3 separate regions of the Xenopus tropicalis genome follow, and regions 1 and 2 are each linked to region 3. A link is a contact called in public Hi-C data. All regions are on one chromosome and are shown on one strand. The core of a region is the stretch at or near the end of the contact, and the rest is flanking DNA. Distances in the headings are between cores, read along the strand shown. Region 1 overlaps sema6a (semaphorin-6A). Region 2 holds the start of sema6a (semaphorin-6A). Region 3 overlaps commd10 (COMM domain containing 10).

Evidence for each region. A called contact is a pair of places that touch in the nucleus more often than the background predicts.
Region 1: a contact with region 3 is called in a Hi-C map of neurula embryo, with 2.2 times the contacts expected there. The contact joins two enhancer-like sites. A contact is called at or near these places in 2 of 5 Hi-C or Micro-C datasets (brain and neurula embryo).
Region 2: a contact with region 3 is called in a Hi-C map of neurula embryo, with 2.0 times the contacts expected there. The contact joins the promoter of sema6a here to the enhancer-like site in region 3. A contact is called at or near these places in 2 of 5 Hi-C or Micro-C datasets (brain and neurula embryo).

What each region holds. Positions count from the first base shown.
Region 1 is chr1:171,426,904-171,430,287 of UCB_Xtro_10.0, reverse strand. All of the region lies in intron 17 of sema6a (semaphorin-6A), which reads right to left. Among named protein-coding and RNA genes, the nearest start is that of sema6a, 89 kb to the right of the region's middle. Within about 2 kb of position 1,822, at least 1 of the 11 cell types and tissues checked has an H3K27ac peak or open chromatin away from gene starts, as enhancers often do. A contact at or near this core is called in neurula embryo, where this site is marked.
Region 2 is chr1:171,338,177-171,341,308 of UCB_Xtro_10.0, reverse strand. sema6a (semaphorin-6A) reads right to left here and starts at 1,462. Exons shown (of 18, transcript XM_018090712.2): 1 at 1,058-1,462.
Region 3 is chr1:171,767,659-171,770,928 of UCB_Xtro_10.0, reverse strand. All of the region lies in intron 6 of commd10 (COMM domain containing 10), which reads left to right. Among named protein-coding and RNA genes, the nearest start is that of commd10, 28 kb to the left of the region's middle. Within about 2 kb of position 1,873, at least 2 of the 11 cell types and tissues checked have an H3K27ac peak or open chromatin away from gene starts, as enhancers often do. A contact at or near this core is called in neurula embryo, where this site is marked.

The DNA.
Region 1 (3,384 bases), core at 573-3,072, 340 kb after region 3:
TAGCCCTAATGCAAAGCGTAATGAAATGCTTTTTAAGGATAATAATATGGCAGCTCCAACTAGTGTATAAAAGCAAACGTACACATGGAAGATAACCCGACTTTAAATTATAGTGAAATACTCCTTGAACATTGGCCATGCCTCAGAAGATCCTGACAGTCAGCCAACCTAGCCTGGCTATACTATGGAGTGATTAACTGATTGACATGTATGACTGCAAAGAATCTGAAAATAGCACATATTTTACAGCTCCCAGCAGTGTAAATAATGAGTTGTATATTGTTAATGTGAACAACCTTTTCCTGTGTGGTTTTCATAAGTGTTGGAAAACAAACATTTGGACTTTTAGTCCATGATGGCATTAATGTATAGGTCAAGGAGGGTACATCCTTTGCTTAACATATTGCATTAGGCTGAAAGCATCAAGGTCACAAATAATACCTCCCTCCCGTTCACTTCTCAGTGTTTATCTAGAAGAATTATTTCCAAGGCCTTACCCTTTTTGTCTTGGTGATTATGAAAAGAGTCTGCGACGTGTGGATCTGTATTCTCAGAGGAGTCATAGATGTCTTTCCAATCCAACATGCTTCCCCTATCGTATCCCTCATGCACTCTGGAGTAGGAAGTGGTGCTGGGATCTAAGGAATTTGAGCGTTCTGGTTTAGCACAAGCATGGTGAGACATTACATATTTTAAGAAAATACCTTAACATCTTGGCCTCACACTTGAGAAATCTTACACACTATATGGCTTTTTCCTACTGGAAAGGAAATCCTTGAAACTGGGAAGGTTCACTGGATCCATTTAGCTCTCAAAACAATTTCAGTTGTATGTTTATCCTTTCATTAACTCTATAATATAAAATGATTATCTCTTTTTTTTTTACACCAAGGCCAAGAATTCCAGGTCTAGCTGTCAAATATGCATACAGATTCCCAGAGAATGCAATTAGTATCTTAACATAAAAATGTAAATGGTTTTAAATTCTAGCTATAGTTTAGTAGTTGAAAGTCATTTATAAAAACAGGATATTTATATGTATATATATATATTTTTTTTTTTTTAAACACAAAAACTATGCTGAATAACAACTTTCCCCAAAATAAAATATAAGGATACAATGTAAGTTTGGAGTTCTAAGACCTGTATAAAAGCACTTATAATATCCATATATTTTACATCTGTGACTCGCCATGTTATACCATATGTATACACAAGAGCCACAAATAACCTGTAAATTATATCCTTTTAAACGGTGCTTAGTGATGTCATTAGTTATAATCGGTGCTTAGTGATGTAATTCCTGTCACAGACTCACCGAAATTTGTGTATTTGTTTTATAATAAATGTACACCCTTTTGAAAAATATGAACTTCGGCCTAGTACTTTTAAATGGCCATGGCACTCCTCGGTGATAGGGGATACATTATTCACTATATATAAGCATCAGGTTTGCCATTATATATAGTATATCACATATATATTATCAGTGTAAATAATACATTTCCTTTGTTTATTTAAGTTGAATAAAAATACCATGCCTTATAAGTTGATATAACCTTCTTGGTAAAATATTTTACACTACATGAATAAATCAATAAACTCAGCAAACAAAGCTGTTTGTTCGGGCTATTAAGCTCTCAGGCATCTGTCAGTGACGTTGTAGAAGAAGTCAATAAAATAAATCTTACAACAAAGGCACAATGTAGGCCGAAGACAAACGCTACAGTGTTTGACCTACTTATGTTGTTTCTGTAGGTAACAAAGCAACGCCCTTCCACCCGCGAATAGAGACATATTGTCACAGAGAGTAACACTGAGTAGTCAGTGCTGACTGAAAATGAAAGACTATTGTGGCGCCTGTATATACTATACAATGGGGCTCAGCTTGGTGTTGGAGGAGAGATCAGCTACCAGTGGAGATGATCAGCCAGCACAGCTTCTTCATTGTTGTGCCGATTGGTGCTTTCTTTAATTGGCCTTCTTTTCCTTAATGCATGGATGGAATTATTGGAACAAATACATGTCCCCCACATCAGCACTTTCATTGGGTCTACGGCTAACATTGGCTAGGAAATAAATCCATTCTGCAGAAGAAGAATGGGGCTATTATGATAATAGTATTGAAAACTGTAATTGGTATTGTGATTAGAATGATCATTTGAATCTCAGCTAAATATGCTTTGGGTGATTTGTGGTATAATAGTTCCAATAAAATCATCTTAAGTGACAGTGACTAAATTGACTTTCAGTAATGTTAGTGATTATCATGAGCACGCTGCCTTTCTTGCAGGGTTTCGAGTTAAAATGTGTCGTCCACTGTAATCCAATAGCAAATGTATATCAGGCAACTCTCAATGAGAAGGGAAAATGCAGCAATAATGCTCCTATAACTAATAATTAGCAGTAATTATGTCAGCCCTTTTGTTTGTATTGCTACTGGCTGTCTTCTTTCCTATTACTTAATCCAGCATAAGGAGCCAGGATATAATAGCCACATGCCATTGCTTATATGTCTATTTACATATACAAGTATTTGCCTTTATGTTTTTTGAGTAGATGCTCAATATTGCGCCTTGGCAGTACAAAATAGTAGCATGCCCAGATGAGATATGCCTGAGGAATTTTAAGAATGATCTCAGTTGGAAAGAAGCAAAATTAAATTTCCCATAAATGCACTTATACAATGGCAGAACATTACATGTGCACTGTTATTTATGCCCCTATTTATTACATCATATTTAGATTTGAATAAATTGATTATTACTTAAAAATATTTTTCCTTGTGTTAGCAGTAAAACCTAGATAGTTAGCACCACAACAGAAGCAAGGCATATTTAGAATTAAATGTTGGCTTCTGTATGATATACAAATAAACCAACAGATCTCTAATATGCTTGTAGAGGTTTACACTATTGCAGATAGGTTTGGTGCAAAAAATTAGGTTGCCTGAGGTTAACATCACTTTAAGGCTCATCTAAGATCTATTTTGGGAGGTAAAAGGTACACAGTATGGGGGCAGACATTGGAAGGAGGGCCCTTTAATTCACAGCCCTGGTGGCCCCCCAATGCCACAGTCCGATATTGCATCAATAGGCACAATGCGCATGATATAGAAGAAGCGTGGGATAGACTGAACAGCTCCTAATTCAACTATGTGGAAGAGCAAGGAGTGCCTTAACATAATTACCTTTAATAAATAGACTATTTTAATTTATCTGACTGCAGCAAACTGGCAACTAGCAGCCAAAAATGAGTCTTTTTGTGTATATACTCTGGGGCTAACTGTGCTGCACAAGTTCCCTTTGTAATCTGGTTGACAGGCTGAAGAGCAAATGCTTGTAAAAGTCTTTTTTTGGTACAGCCCATGGGTGACAATATTCG
Region 2 (3,132 bases), core at 213-2,712, 430 kb after region 3:
GCTTGGTTCCGAGCCATTCCCTCCCAATACGAGTGGGAAGAGCCAGCCAGGCCACCCCTTGCCTTTGTGCTTGGCATCAGCCAGCGTGGGAACAACCCTTTGTCTGCCACAGAGTAGGAGATCGCTGCCTTGCACTCACACGGCCAACTCTGAGCACATTACATGAATGAAAGGCACCATGAAATCTAGTTGTGCACGGATTGTGCCATTCATATACCTAGTAGTGCACTGAGTATGCCGTCTGTATCCCTAATAATGCATTGAGTGTGCGATCCATATCCCTTGTAGTGCGCTAAGTATGCGATCCCTAGCAGTGCGCTGAGTATGCGATCCGTATCCCTAGTAGTGCATTGAGTATGCGATCCGTATTCCTAGTAGTGCATTGAGTATGCGATCCGATTTCCCAGTGGTGTATTGAGTATGCGATCCGTATCCCTAGTAGTGCATTGAGTATGCGATCCGAATTCCTAGTAGTGAATTGAGTATGACATCCGTATCCCTAGCTATGCACTTACTATTCGAGCCATATCCCTAGCCATGCACCCTGGTCCCTGGCAGGACCCGTGTAGCTAACAGGGCACATAATATGCTATCAGTATGCCTGGCAGTGCACACACTATGGGAATATGAGTATGCCTGGCAGTGCACACGCTATGGTATCATGAGTATGCCTGGCAGTGCACACACTATGGGAATATGAGTATGCCTGGCAGTGCACACACTATGGGAATGAGTATGCCTGGCAGTGCACACACTATGGGAATATAAGTATGCCTGGCAGTGCACACACTATGGGAATATGAGTATGCCTAGCAGTGCACACACTATGGGAATATGAGTATGCCTAGCAGTGCACACATTATGGGAATATGAGTATGCCTGGCAGTGCACACACTATGGGAATATGAGTATGCCTGGCAGTGCACACACTATGGGAATATGAGTATGCCTAGCAGTGCACACACTATGGGAATATGAGTATGCCTAGAAGTGCGATCCAGCCAAGCCCCCTTGAGACCCAGGCGCAGACCCCCCCATCTCTTACAGAGATCCGTACCTTGGGATCAGGCAGCGCAGTACTCCCGGCTAGCTCATGTAAAGTCCCATTAGTAATCCAATGAGAGGGATGCGAGCAGCTCTCCCAGGCAAGCCTTGTTCATCACTGCTCATGGAACTCAGCTTGTCCCGCACGGCTGCGCTACAACTCAAGGCGATCGCACAAAACTTGGGATAAACCCTTCTCTTTCCAAAGCAAAATCCCACAAGGAATCCACAGGGTTAAACAGAGAGAATGACCCCCTTCAGCAGAACCTGGAGTGAGGAACGATCATTTCAGAGCGGTGATGCTGCTGCGGCTGCTGCCCCTATGCCAAGTGATGCCCGGGTACGCTAGGCAGTTTCTCCCAAACTCCTATAGGATTCGCAGCAGGGAAACACAGCCCGATCCGCACACTGACTGCTGCTCATTGAACTGTATTTGGAGAATAGTTGGGATCAGCCTCGCTTCTCAGGCACCGCCCCCTCTCCGAACTCCTCAGCTACTGGCATTGGCCTGTGCGCCAGGGAAATCCCGGACCGGATTGACTCACTTGAGGGGAGCGCTGGTACCACAAGGAGGCTGCGCTTGGTACGTGTAGGGGTACATAATGTGTAAGCGGGGTGCTGCTCAGCTGGACCAGTTCCTTTCCCCATATATATTATATATATCCTATATATGTTAGGAGCATGATCTGGTACTGGGAGCATAATAGATACAGGTTCAGTGAGAATTGTGCCCACATGTGCCTCAGGTAATACGATGAAGCCAGGCTGAGTGATGCCACACCTGCCACTTTCTGAAATTCATTTTCATAATTCTGAGTAACCAGCCTGCCTCGTATTGTTCAGACAGCTACAGAAATAGGGTGTCAGCTTTTTGAAATCGCTCTGAAATGCGACTCCCTATGGCACCAAACAACAAACCTTTAGTATAATGTAAATCCCCCACAATAGATGGGAGTCAGTTTTGTGTCTGTTTACCCCCCCCCCCAGTCACTCAGCAAACGGACCAGACTAACCCAGTGCTTTCTGTAGTTGCTGTTCCCTTCCATAAGCCAAATCATGGCAATTATTCGCCAATACAGAAGACTTGCTAACATCAGGAAAAGTCTTTTCTAGGGGCTGTACAGTCCTTACAGATCATCTGGTAATTGGTGGCTACCAGCAAATGCAATTAGCAGGGCTGCACTGATTGCAAATTAATTGGATTTAAACTGTAGTCATTCTCATTTAGCAGTGCTTCCCCTGTACTGGGGAAAGGGTTACTACTAGGGAGTCCAGTCTGGTTCCCCCAGTTTCTCCTGTTGGTCTACAGTTCCCAGTTCCCAAAGAGTTATTCAGGGGAAAAATTAGAAGGGCTGAACTGATTGCAACTTGGGAGCATTACAACTGCACTGGAGCCCACCTGCATGTGTTTTGTACATGTGATGTTTCATCAGTCTGGTAACACTGGCTGGGGAAAGAGAACAGTCTCTGCCAGGCGCTGGGTGGGTCTGGCACAGAGAATGGGAGTCCCTGGAGTCACTGCTGAGCTGTGTATAGATGACTTGCTCACACAGTCTTGCTCAGCCAGCAGCAGGTGCCAGACTAGACCAGCTATAGGAAAACAACCAGCAAGCCTCATTTGTTCATACTGGCAAAGAGACCCCTCAGCCTTCCCCTCTCCAGCTGCTGATGAACTACACCTCCCTGCATCTCTAGTCGTGCACATCTAGACAGCTGCAGGCTTGGATTGCTTTAACTCCTTTGATACCAGAATGGCAAGCAGAAACTGACCCTGAAAGTGGTGGTACAGAGCCAACCAATTAGTGACATCATTTCCCAACGTGTTTTATTCATTTTACTTACTGTAATGTTACTGAGTGATTGGTTTGTGCCAAGGTAAATATACAATTTCTGCACTCCAGTTTCTGCACTCCAGTTAGCATAATTAATAGCAAGATTGCAGATGGAATAGCCATTTCCCCCCGCTGGCAATGCTGAGCCAACTAGAAAGGCAGTTAGGAGTCAGAAGACCAGCCAGCATGGTGGCTGCAGCTTGTTTTTATACAGTTCATCTCCTCTAATGCAATCTCTGGTTAACTGAGTCGAAAT
Region 3 (3,270 bases), core at 624-3,123:
ATCTGACAGCAACAGAATTCACAGCTGATTTGTTGAAGCCCACAGTGAGAGAATGTGCTGTATTCTTTAAATTATTGATTAGAAAAGAGCAGGAATATAAGTTTAAACTTAATGAGTCATAGAAACTTCTGCTCACTTAGTGAGGTTGCCATATGTGCAGATCTTTGTATTATTTAGCCATCCTTATACCCAACTGTATACCAGTCGGGCAAGCTAAGCCAGCACTCCGATTCACCTGCACATCTTCCACTTATAATCTATTGAGATTCATAGATGACCACACCATTAATGGATCTGTACCACCTCTTTTGATGGAGCTAAAGTGTCTTGTTTTTACTGCCTTATCTGTCTCTTTTTTTTTTTTTTTGTCTCCATATACGACTGGGCTTTCTGTAGCCAGCCTTTATATGGCACCCATTTTCCCTGGCTTTAGTGTCTTAGTGGCCTACTTACCCAAGACTCTTCAACCTCTTTTCTGGCAGTGAAAGAAGAGAATGACTGCAGTGTCCGTCTGTCAATAGTGGGGCTACCCCAAGCTCAAACATTAATTTTACCCTAGGCAAGTAATACTGCCATTAAATAATAATGTATTAAATAATGGAAATTATTTTATTTAAGATTCAGATAGAGAAGATGGCTCAGCTCACTCAAGCCAGTTCAACACAGGATAAGGTACTTAAAGTTATTGTGAACAAGGCACCAGGGCCTGATTATATACACCCTCTAGTATTTAGAGAGCTTAATTTTAGCCAGGTCTCTTTTTCTGATTTTCTCAGACTTCATTTCATTAGGTATAATGGCTATGGATTGTACAAAAGCTGATGTAATTACAGTGTTTAAAAAGGATTATGATCTTAGCCTGGCAAGTATAGGCCAATAAGTTTGACATTTGTGGTGGGCAAGTTATTTGAAAGTTTGTTAAGGGATCACACTCAAGATTATGCTTTGGAGAATGTCATTATAAGTAATACGCAATATGGCTTTATGAAGGCATGTTTAGACAATTGAATAGCTTTTTCATGATAAGGCAAGTAAGTTGGACAGTGGGGGTGCAGTAGATGTGATCTATTTGGATTTCTCCAAAGCCTTTGATACCGTTCCCCACAAATGACTTCTTTCTAAACTAAGGTCTGTTGGTCTTAGTGGAGTCGTTTGCACATGGACAGAAAACTGGCTACAGGATCAGGTACAGAGGGTGGTTTTTAATGGTACATTCTCTGCTTGGAGAAGTGGGGTCCCTCAGGGTTCTGTATTGGCTCCACTAAGCAAATCCATAATGGAGAAGGACCTTGGAATCCTTGTAGATAATAAACTTGGCTGTAGAAGCAATGCCAGTCAGAAGCTGCAAGGGCAAACAAGGCTTTGAGCTGTATTAAAAGGGGCACCTAATCACCATCTTATAATTATATTATGTATGCTAGCTACACTCCATTATATCTTCGTGAATCTTGCAACAGGGATACACAATCTGTAGGAATATTTTATCATGCTCTTCCACACTTAAGGAAACTGCAAGATTTATTTTGACGGCATCTAACACGATTAGATAAGTTGATTAAAAGTGTTTGCTTTATAACGCACTATTACAGTTATTTAAATAATGAGGCTATTGCTTATGCTGTCATATCTATTATTAGGATTAGCAAGGGAAATTTGACCTTTAAACATAAGTGAGAGTTTTAAAATCTCCTTAACATTTCTCTTCAAAAAATGTTACCCATTATGTGCATTAAAGTGTATAACCATAGAACATTTTCAGTTGTTAGCAGTTGTGTTTATTTGTTTGTGCACTAGAGGGCAGTAGTGCTCTTTGCTGCAGTGCTGTTTTAGCGACTCCCTAAATTTATTGTCTTGAAAGCAGCATTCAGAATCAATTGTGAAGCCGGTAGCTGTGGGAAATGCAGAGTGTTTACATTTCTAATCTGTACCTAACAATGGTCTTCTGTTGCACTTCTAGCAAATGAATTCCTATTCATCAAACGATGGCAGAGCACAGCGGCAAGTGAAGCAGTTTAACTAGTGCAGCACTACAGCACCAGATCTTAAGTCTCTGTGTGTTCCTCTAGTAGATTTTCCCCCCTTCTTTTAGAGTGGTTTGTACCTTGAATGGCCCTTAAACTGCTTGCCAACTCACAGCATTGTCAACTGATATTGATTGTAATACCTTACCAGTAGCAGGAGGTATGGCATCCATGCACTTAAGCCTCTTCAATATAGAGCTGGGGTACTACTCCCTTACTCCCTCAGATACAGAGTGGCATATTTAATGTGCCATGTTTCATATGATTCATCTGTATAAAATTCTGGCAGATTACCAGTCTGTGATAAACACTTGTGCATACATCTCACCAAAGAGAAAACAGTTTCTTTCAGCAGAAGAGTTTATCTTTTATTTTCCAAATCCTCTGTTTATTGACAGAGCTTTACAACAATATTGTCTGTCAAGCACAGCTTAGGTTTCAAAGTGCAAACAAAACCACTGGTAAAGCTTTAAAGGGATAGCTCCACTTTCATTTTGTGGAAACAGTATATAAATGTATAGCTGTTATACTTATTCTCTTTCTTATTCCTTTTTCATTAGCTTCTCTGGGTTCGCTGGCCCAGTTTACAGTTTAGTCTTGTGTAAGCCTCCATTGTATAATGGTTTTCTGGCCACAGCCTTCCTTAAGCCCATAGCCTTCCTGATCATAAAGTACATGATCATAAAGTACAAAAAGTAGACTGCAGCAAAAAAACAAACATCTGCACTTTATTTTGCTGCCTTGTAGTAGTTTTAAGAAAGTTTCATAAGAAATATTTACTTTCCCTAAGTTTCTTGTTGTGGAATCCTAAATAGTGGGTAGTGAGAATTAAATTGCCAAGAACGAACTGCAGCAAATAGGTAAACTTTCACTGTAATTATAGTAAAAATCTTCGTATAGAAAAATAACACATAGAAAAAAAAATTAAAAAGTAATAGTATCCTAAAGGACATTTGTATTATTCATTCAAAATATCAAATTTTGATTTGCCTAAGTTCATGCATTCAGAATTTTAAAGTGGGGTCTGAAAGTGATCCCTGCAGCTGTTTGATCTTGGGTTGTGTTGTTAGGTATTGTAGAACTATCGGCAAAGCTAGCTGATATATTCATCTATATTATACGATTATATTATTAAAGGCAGTTTCCTTGTTTATTTGTGTTTCATCAACATCTAATATAGCTCATATCTGGCTTATCATGCAATAGTTCCAATTTACAGAGTAAGGTTATTGTTAGATTTAAGACTGTA